2 separate regions of the Mus musculus genome follow, and region 2 is linked to region 1. The links are chromatin contacts, called in public promoter capture Hi-C maps. All regions are on one chromosome and are shown on one strand. The core of a region is the stretch at or near the end of the contact, and the rest is flanking DNA. Distances in the headings are between cores, read along the strand shown.

The links. Promoter capture Hi-C pulls out the DNA fragments that hold promoters and counts their contacts.
Region 2: a promoter capture Hi-C map of pre-B cells shows a contact between it and region 1, with 3 times the contacts expected there. The contact joins the promoter of Cbln3 here to the promoter of Pabpn1 in region 1. A contact is called at or near these places in 3 of 39 promoter capture datasets (cranial neural crest, liver and pre-B cells), 2 of 484 Hi-C or Micro-C datasets (CD8 T cells and pre-B cells) and 3 of 9 other capture datasets (adipose tissue, embryonic stem cells and liver).

What each region holds. Positions count from the first base shown.
Region 1 is chr14:54,892,810-54,896,499 of GRCm38.p6, reverse strand. Pabpn1 (poly(A) binding protein, nuclear 1) reads right to left here and starts at 2,357. Exons shown (of 7, transcript NM_019402.2): 1 at 2,006-2,357; 2 at 1,538-1,652; 3 at 804-871; 4 at 577-683. The coding sequence starts at 2,344.
Region 2 is chr14:55,881,671-55,885,592 of GRCm38.p6, reverse strand. It overlaps Cbln3 (cerebellin 3 precursor protein), which reads left to right and starts at 1,337. Exons shown (of 3, transcript NM_019820.3): 1 at 1,337-1,681; 2 at 2,007-2,126; 3 at 2,416-3,922. The coding sequence starts at 1,406. The coding sequence ends at 2,613. It overlaps Khnyn (KH and NYN domain containing), which reads right to left and starts at 651. Exons shown (of 8, transcript NM_027143.3): 1 at 451-651.

The DNA of each region.
Region 1 (3,690 bases), core at 1,108-3,607:
AGTCTTTAGTTTATTACCTGGTCTCTGAAGGCATTTAATATACAACTACTGATATATAGAGACACTTAACAGGCAAAACCTACTTGTTTTAATAAGCAATTACTATTCTTTGGGAAATGTTTTTTTTTGGTTTTGTTGTTTTTTTGAGACAGGGTTTCTCTGTGTAACCCTGGCTGTCCTGGAACTCACTTTGTAGACCAGGCTGGCCTCAGAAATCCCTGCCTCTGTCTCCCAAGTGCTGGGATTAAAGGCGTGCACCACCACGCCCAGCTCAAGTTAGGCCAGTCATGGTGGTATAAACCTGAAGTCTAATCCCAGTTTAATTCTGAGTTTAAGGCCAGCCTGGTCTATAGAGGTAATTCCAGTACAGCCAGGGTTAAACAGAGAAACTCTGACTTGAAAACAAAACCAACCGACCACATATATAAGAACCTTTAAAACGAGTTAACACTCTTTTGACTAGATTGACAGCACACATCAGCATGTTCAAGGTCCTAGGTTCGATTCCGAGCTCATGTATTTTTCACGTATTTTTAAAATGTGAGTAAAATGATCTCAACTTATCCTCCTACTTACCCTTTGGGATGGCCACTAAATTTGTCACAGAGTATAGTAACACGGTTGACTGAACCACAGCCATGAAAATGGGCTTCCAGCTCTTCTGCTGTTGCACCATAGTCCACCTAAGGAAAGGAACACTTGACAAGTACTGGGGAAACTCCAATTTGAACACATAACAAAGTAAGGAATAAGAAACAAAAGTCCCCCCCAAAACCCAAAGCAGACTATTCCTTGATACATACATTGCCAACGTAGATAGAGCGGGCATCAGCCTCCATCTTCTCCTCAAGAGACATGATCACTGGGCCAGCTTTTAGAGGGGAAAAAAATTACCTTAGGCAAGCACATCTTCTGCTCGATCAATACACACACACTTCCACCCGCAGGCTAAATTTTGGGTATACTTCTACTATACCAATTACCTATAACAGTGTTTAGCACATAGTAGGTTTCAATATACATTAGAGAAACTACCTCTTAAAAGACCATAAAAAACGGTGTTAAGATTTTACGTTTTTCAAGTCGAGTCTCTATTCAGCTTTAGCTGAAATGCCTCAAAGCAAACAAAACAGAATGGACTGAAATCTAACATTTTTAAAGAACTCCCTCCCTTACAGCCACCAGTCAGTTCCTAAGTCCTAACTAAAGGGTCTCCAACTGAAAAGTGTTAAGACTTGAAGGTCAAATGCCAGCTGATAATCGCCCCAAGAAGGGTACAGACAAACTAAGAACAAAGAGAAACACATTTATAAATGAGACAAAGGAAGGCACAAGACTATCTCTTCACCAAAACGGCTTGTGTCTAACAAAGGTCAGTAGAACACGTAATGGACTATGACCACAGCACCTGCCCAGAAAAAATTGCTCAGACGAGCAGCTTCATTCAAGGTCCCCGGCTTCTGCCACGCTGCAGTCTTCCCCCACTACCCTATCAACCAAAGATCCGGACTGTGCGTGCATGAGGCGATCTACTCACCATTGCCTGGGGGTGGACTCATATTCATCTGCTTCTCTACCTCGTTTTGTAGCTCCTTTAGCTTCTCAGCCTCTTCCTCCATCTCCCTGACTCGAGCTTTGATCGCTTCTAGCTCCTACAATGAATGAGCAGGGCATGCAGTTAACCAGACGCAGGGGCTGTGCCGTACATTTTGTCTGGGCCCGGCCACAGCCGTGCTCGGCCATTTCCCTCGCCTCGTGCGAGGGTCGTGATTGAAATAAAAAATATTATTTAAAAAAAACACGCAGAAAAAATGAAAAGAGTCAATTTACCTTCTCTAGAGCCACCCTAGACACCCATGATGCCCCACCAGGCCGCTCACGAACGGCCTCGGCCCGCCACCAGCCACGTTATTCCCCGCCCAACCCCACCCCCCGCCTGCCTGCCTCCTGTCCGTGCTCTGGGCCTCCCATGACCCGGCCCGCTCGCTCGCCCTCCTCCCCTCACCGGGTCCTCAATGGCGCCGTCGCCGGGGTCGGCCTCAACCAGTCCCGGCTCTTCCTCCTCCTCCTGACTGCCGGGGGCTCCCGAGCCGGGCCCAGGACCCGGAGCTCCCGGAGGGGCGCGGGGCCGGGGCGGCTCCTCTTCGGGCTCGGGCTCCGGCAGCAGCTCCCCAGGCTCCAGCTCCTCAGACTCCAGGCCGTTCCCGTAGTCCCCTGCGCCCCCCGGGTCCCCCTCCCCGGCCTCCCCACCGGCCCCGGGCACAAGATGGCGCCGCCGCCCCGGCCCGGAGCCCCGACCGCCCGCAGCCCCCGCTGCTGCTGCCGCCGCCGCCGCCGCCGCCATCGCCGCTCAGACTGGGGCCCGCCGATCGGCGATTGGAGAACTGAGCCGGCCACGCCGAGGATTCATTAGTCAGTCAGCCTGCCCGTTACCCCGAGCTCGAATACTATTGGGGAATTCTACTTGGCAATCAAACGAGGCCCCACCTCTAAGGCGGGCCACTGTGCCAAATTCTCTAAACCCGGTAGGTGAAATATGCCTGTCAATCAACACACCCCACCTCCTGTTGAGTCCTTAGGTAACAATACGCCCGCACTGTGACGACCTTCCGTTCATCCTCCACCCATGGGCGGGCCCACAACATGGAGGATGCTCCGCAATTGGCCTCTGACTGGTGAGGCGAAAAGGACCAATCTTCCAAACGCCTCACCGAAGTGGCCCATTCTTGGATGCCGATTGGCTTATGGGATTCGACGGGCAGACACCCGTTGTGCGACAGGTGAACCTTGCTCTCGAAAGGATGGCCTGGCTTAAAACTAGGGAATTCCTAGGCGGAGTGTGGTGGCGTACGCCTTTAATACCAGCGCTCAGAAAGCGGAGGCAAGTAGATTTCTGTGAGTTCAAAACTAGACTACTTACAGAATGAGTTCCCAGGCCAGTCAACACTACATAGAAAAGTAACCTCAAAAATAAAAAAAAAGTAAGGATCAGCAAACCTCACTCCCACTAGGAGTTGTGTCCCGTTGTTCTGCATAGGTTATTGTTTTAGACTAAGATTCAGCCAGTTTTCTTGCCTAACTTATTACAACACCCTCTTTTTCTTGGCCAGCTGACGTGTCAAAAATTCCTTACTTAGGGCTAGTTTGCAAGTATGGTCTCCACACTTTCCCCGGTTTACCCGAGGTTCACAGCTTTAGTCCCATATGTGCAGTTTCTCCTAAACCAGACCACCTCAGTGAGAATGCCTTCCACCAGGTTTCCCATTTTATCTTGAGACAAGTGGGCCTATTTCCACTGCACTCTTAACCGTTCTGTGCTCCTTCCTAGCTAAGCAGAGTGCCCGCAGACAAGGGGCCAAGTCCTGTTTATATTTCTATCCGCAAATTTGTGTGATTATTGGGTGACTGCAACTTCTAGGTGTAATTTCCTAGCTTCCAAACCACTTTGAAGACCACTGGGGGAAATTCTCCATGCAAATTCTCAAGACAGCTCTGCACCTTCAAATAACCATGAGATCTGGCCCTGGAGACGATAGTATGATACCCACACTCCAGAAGAAATTCCACACATTTATAAAAATTAAAGAACAGTAGTGCTAAATCTGCAAGAGGACGGACTTTTTGTAGACAGACCAAACTACAAGTCTGAGGGATAGATTCATACAAGCACAATCAAAATGGCTAACTTGG
Region 2 (3,922 bases), core at 88-2,587, 990 kb before region 1:
CCTGAGAGTAAGCCCTTCTTAAACAGGGCTAGCTGGGGTGGGCGACTGGCCAGAGAAAACTGATGACCACCGCCCTGAGAAGGGACGAGTTGAGAGGGCCTCCAGCTCATTTTGAGGGTCACAAGAAGTGGGTGGTTTGAGGAAAGAGTCCCAGAGCTGAGAGGTCTCGGATTTTTTGAGTAGAGGAGGGCCTCTTGGGAAATGAATACGCGCCAGAGGCTCTAACAGTGTAGTCCTGGGGTGGGGGTTTCCCCTATCCGCCTTATTCCTTCACTAACCACTCCCACCTCCCCGCCCCCGCCCCCCCTCCTCGTTTGTCCACTGTCAAGCATCCCACCCGGGGCCCAGGGGCATAGCCCGCCCTCCCACAGCCTGCGGCGGCCGCCCCCAGCCCGACCACCCTCCCGCCACGGCCTTCAGCTCCCGATCGCCCGGAAGGGGGACGCCTACCGCCAAAGCCGCGAGTTCCGCCCGCTCCTCTAGGTGCCCGCGGCGGGGGAGGAGGGGCCCGCGTTTCTCCCGCGCCCCAGGGGCCTGGGGCTGGGAGCCCGAATCTGGGAGGGCCTTCTCGGATCCTTCACCCAACCTAGACTTCTCTCGTCAACAACGCGTTGTGGCTTTGGAGTCACTTTCCGGCCCGGGGCGGAGCCAGCTCGGCTCCTCCCCCGCTAGGGCCGCACTGGCCAGGGCTCGGGGCAGGGCTGCGCTCCTCCTCCCCGGCTCGGCCTGCTGTCCTGCTGCCGAGCGACCCGCCCTCCACATCCCCTGCGGGGCCTACCGGGTCACAGACACTCACCCCACCCCCAACGCCTCCTGCCAACTCTCACGTTCGCCTCCAGTTCCTGGGGTCCTTGGGAGTTCTGCAGTTGATGGTTCCAAGAGAAGTGACTGGTCCAGAGTCACAAGAGAATCCTGCCCTTGACACAAGCACTTTCACCAAGTAGATAGAGTTGGGGGAGTAGGGGGGGAAGGGGGGGGAGATGAGGACACACACCTTGCCACAATAAGGAAAACCCCATGGAGAAAGACTGAAAAGGAGAAGATGAGAAAGGAATTGAAGAAATTTTGTTTCGTGTGTGTGTGTGTGTGTGTGTGTGTGTGTGTACACACCCTTGTGTGGCTAGAGCCCTCATATCCTCTCTCCATTCCTCTTCTCCCTCCCAGGGCCCAACTGCTGTCACTCCATGCTCTGCCAAGGAGGAGGGATCCGCAGAGACAGCAGTAGTAAGGCCAGGCAGAGCTGTGGGACACAAAAAGATACAGGGAGGGGAGTGCCCGGGCTAGGTGCCAGACTCACAGAGGACAGCAGAGCAGGGCAGGAGTACTGAAGCCTTGAAGCAGAGGGGGGAGAGCCAAGGGGACAGAAGACAGGAAAATCTGTGAGTTACAGAGGCACCTAGCAAGGATGGGGACGGAATGGCACAAACCCAAGCTGTCCTTGGCCCTGGTGCTTCTGACCCTGGAGGCTGGGTGGGCTCAAGAAGGGTCAGAGCCTGTCCTACTGGAGGGGGAGTGCCTGGTGGTCTGTGAGCCAGGCCGACCTACTGCAGGAGGACCTGGGGGTGCAGCCCTGGGAGAGGCACCCCCAGGACGAGTGGCGTTTGCTGCAGTCCGAAGCCATCACCATGAACCAGCAGGAGAAACCGGCAACGGTACCAGTGGTGCCATCTACTTCGACCAGGTAATCCCTCTGCCTCTGTCCGGAAGACATGCAAGGACCTGGACTCTACTGTCCAAGCCCCTTTGCATCCCTCGGACTCCAAGGAAACCATTACCTGCATCTCTTGCACCACCTTCCTCTAAGATGGCCACTGACCGTTGGTTGGCCTTCTTTCATTCATACACACAGCACCGTAGCCCTTCCTCATAGTTTTTGACTCTACACATTCCTGTCACACCCGTTTGCCACCCCTTCTCTCCTCACCCACTGCACAAATGCCAACCCAGTGATGCTCCTGAGCTCCCGGCACCCAGAATCCCTCTCAACACAATCTGCTTCCCCACAGGTACTGGTCAATGAGGGCGAGGGCTTTGATCGGACCTCGGGCTGCTTCGTGGCCCCTGTCCGTGGAGTCTACAGCTTCCGATTCCACGTGGTCAAGGTGTACAACCGCCAAACTGTCCAGGTGACCTAAGTGCCAGTCCACCTCCGGGGGGAAGGGAGGGTCATAGTGGACCGCAGCACATCCCTGGATAGCCCTTCTGTTGGACCTGTATCCCAGGGACCAGGAGCAAGGGAGGAAAGGCTAGCAGGGTATGGCAGATGTACAGAACCCAACACTGGCCACCCCTCAGTGCTCACTGGAGAGCCCACTGACCCTCAAGTTCCCAAAAGAAAACTCTTGGGAGGATGGGGGGCGGGGTGTCCTGAGCTAAGGACTAGGACATAGATGCTAACTGGGCTCCCCTCCCCAGGTGAGTCTGATGCTGAACACATGGCCGGTCATCTCAGCCTTTGCAAATGACCCTGATGTGACCCGAGAGGCAGCCACAAGCTCTGTGCTGCTTCCCCTGGACCCGGGGGACCGTGTGTCCCTGCGCCTGCGTCGGGGGAATCTTCTGGGTGGCTGGAAGTATTCGAGCTTCTCAGGCTTCCTCATCTTCCCACTCTGAGGACCCAAGCCTTTAAACGGAGATGTCTAGCATCTTTCTGCCCTTCCCTGCCCCAGAAACAAAGTATCTTTGGAGCAAGAGAAAGGCCCCCTCCAGGCTGCCTACGGCCCACCTCCTTGCATGAGATCATAGTTAAACACCCAAGGCTAGGAGCAGAGCAGAGCTACGGAACCTCTAGACAAAACGCCTCACTCAGGTCGCCCTCCCAGTCTCCTGCTGCCCCTCCTGCCCCTCCGCAGCTCCAGTTTAAGGCAGGGTTTGCTAAGAGGGAAGCTTGCACTTCTTCACAGACTCCACTCCTCCTGTTCTCCACCCCAGCTTCCTGCTCAGCGCTATTTGGTGACAGGTGGCGCAGGTAAGCTTGACAGGCTCCCACAGGGGCCCAGATGGACCAGCCTCATAGTACCTGCGGGCTCCATCCTGTGAGGAATGCCAGCAATGAGAGCTCTCGGCCAGCACCCTGTGAACAGGGCTGACAGCTCAACCACAAAAAAGCAGTGTGGGGAAGGCCACAGAGCATCCGTAGCTGGAGAGACAGGATGGGGCCATGTGCCTACCCTGAACATGTAAACATTCTGCAGGTAAACTGGGACAGTCAGAAGGCAGGAATCCTGCCGTCCATCTGTGCCAGGTCCCAATGGACTCTGGCCCTCATTGCCTGACCAGAGGCTTGGGTGTGTGTGTGTGTGTGTTTGCTCTGGCTAATAGGGGAAACTAGAGCAGGTATACAGACCTGGAGGCAGAGTCAAAGGTCACGAATGAGTCATCAGTAACCACATGTCCTCTCCCTCAGCCACCTCCTAGAACTGCCCCACCTTGGAAATCTGAATTTCAGTCACTCCCTACTCTTGATCGACATGTAGTTCCTCCAGCTGTCTCCCAGCTAATTTCCCTGTAGTCTGCTCCCCCCCCCAAACGCATCGTTCTTCCTCTACTTCTACTACTGTCTTACTCTTCTTTTAAGGTCTCCTGTTACCTGGGAGTCCATGACTCATCTCCCCCAACTAGTATCCCACCAACATCAGAAACTCTTTTTACCCAGTTGTCCCAATGGTCCAGCATGAACGGACCTACCTAGAACAACTGGGGAGCTGCGGCTGTTAAAACAGTGACTTGTCCTGTTCGTGAGGGTGTGAAACAGGGACTGCAGGACTACAGCATGCTGAAGAGAAATAAATTCAAAGCTGGGCATAGCAGTCAACGTTTTTAAAGTGCTATAATATAAAGTACTCGTGCTAAATAAATACCAGGGCAAGTTTGTGGTTTTTTGTTTTGGTTTGGTTTTTGGTTTTTTGAGACAGGGTTTCTC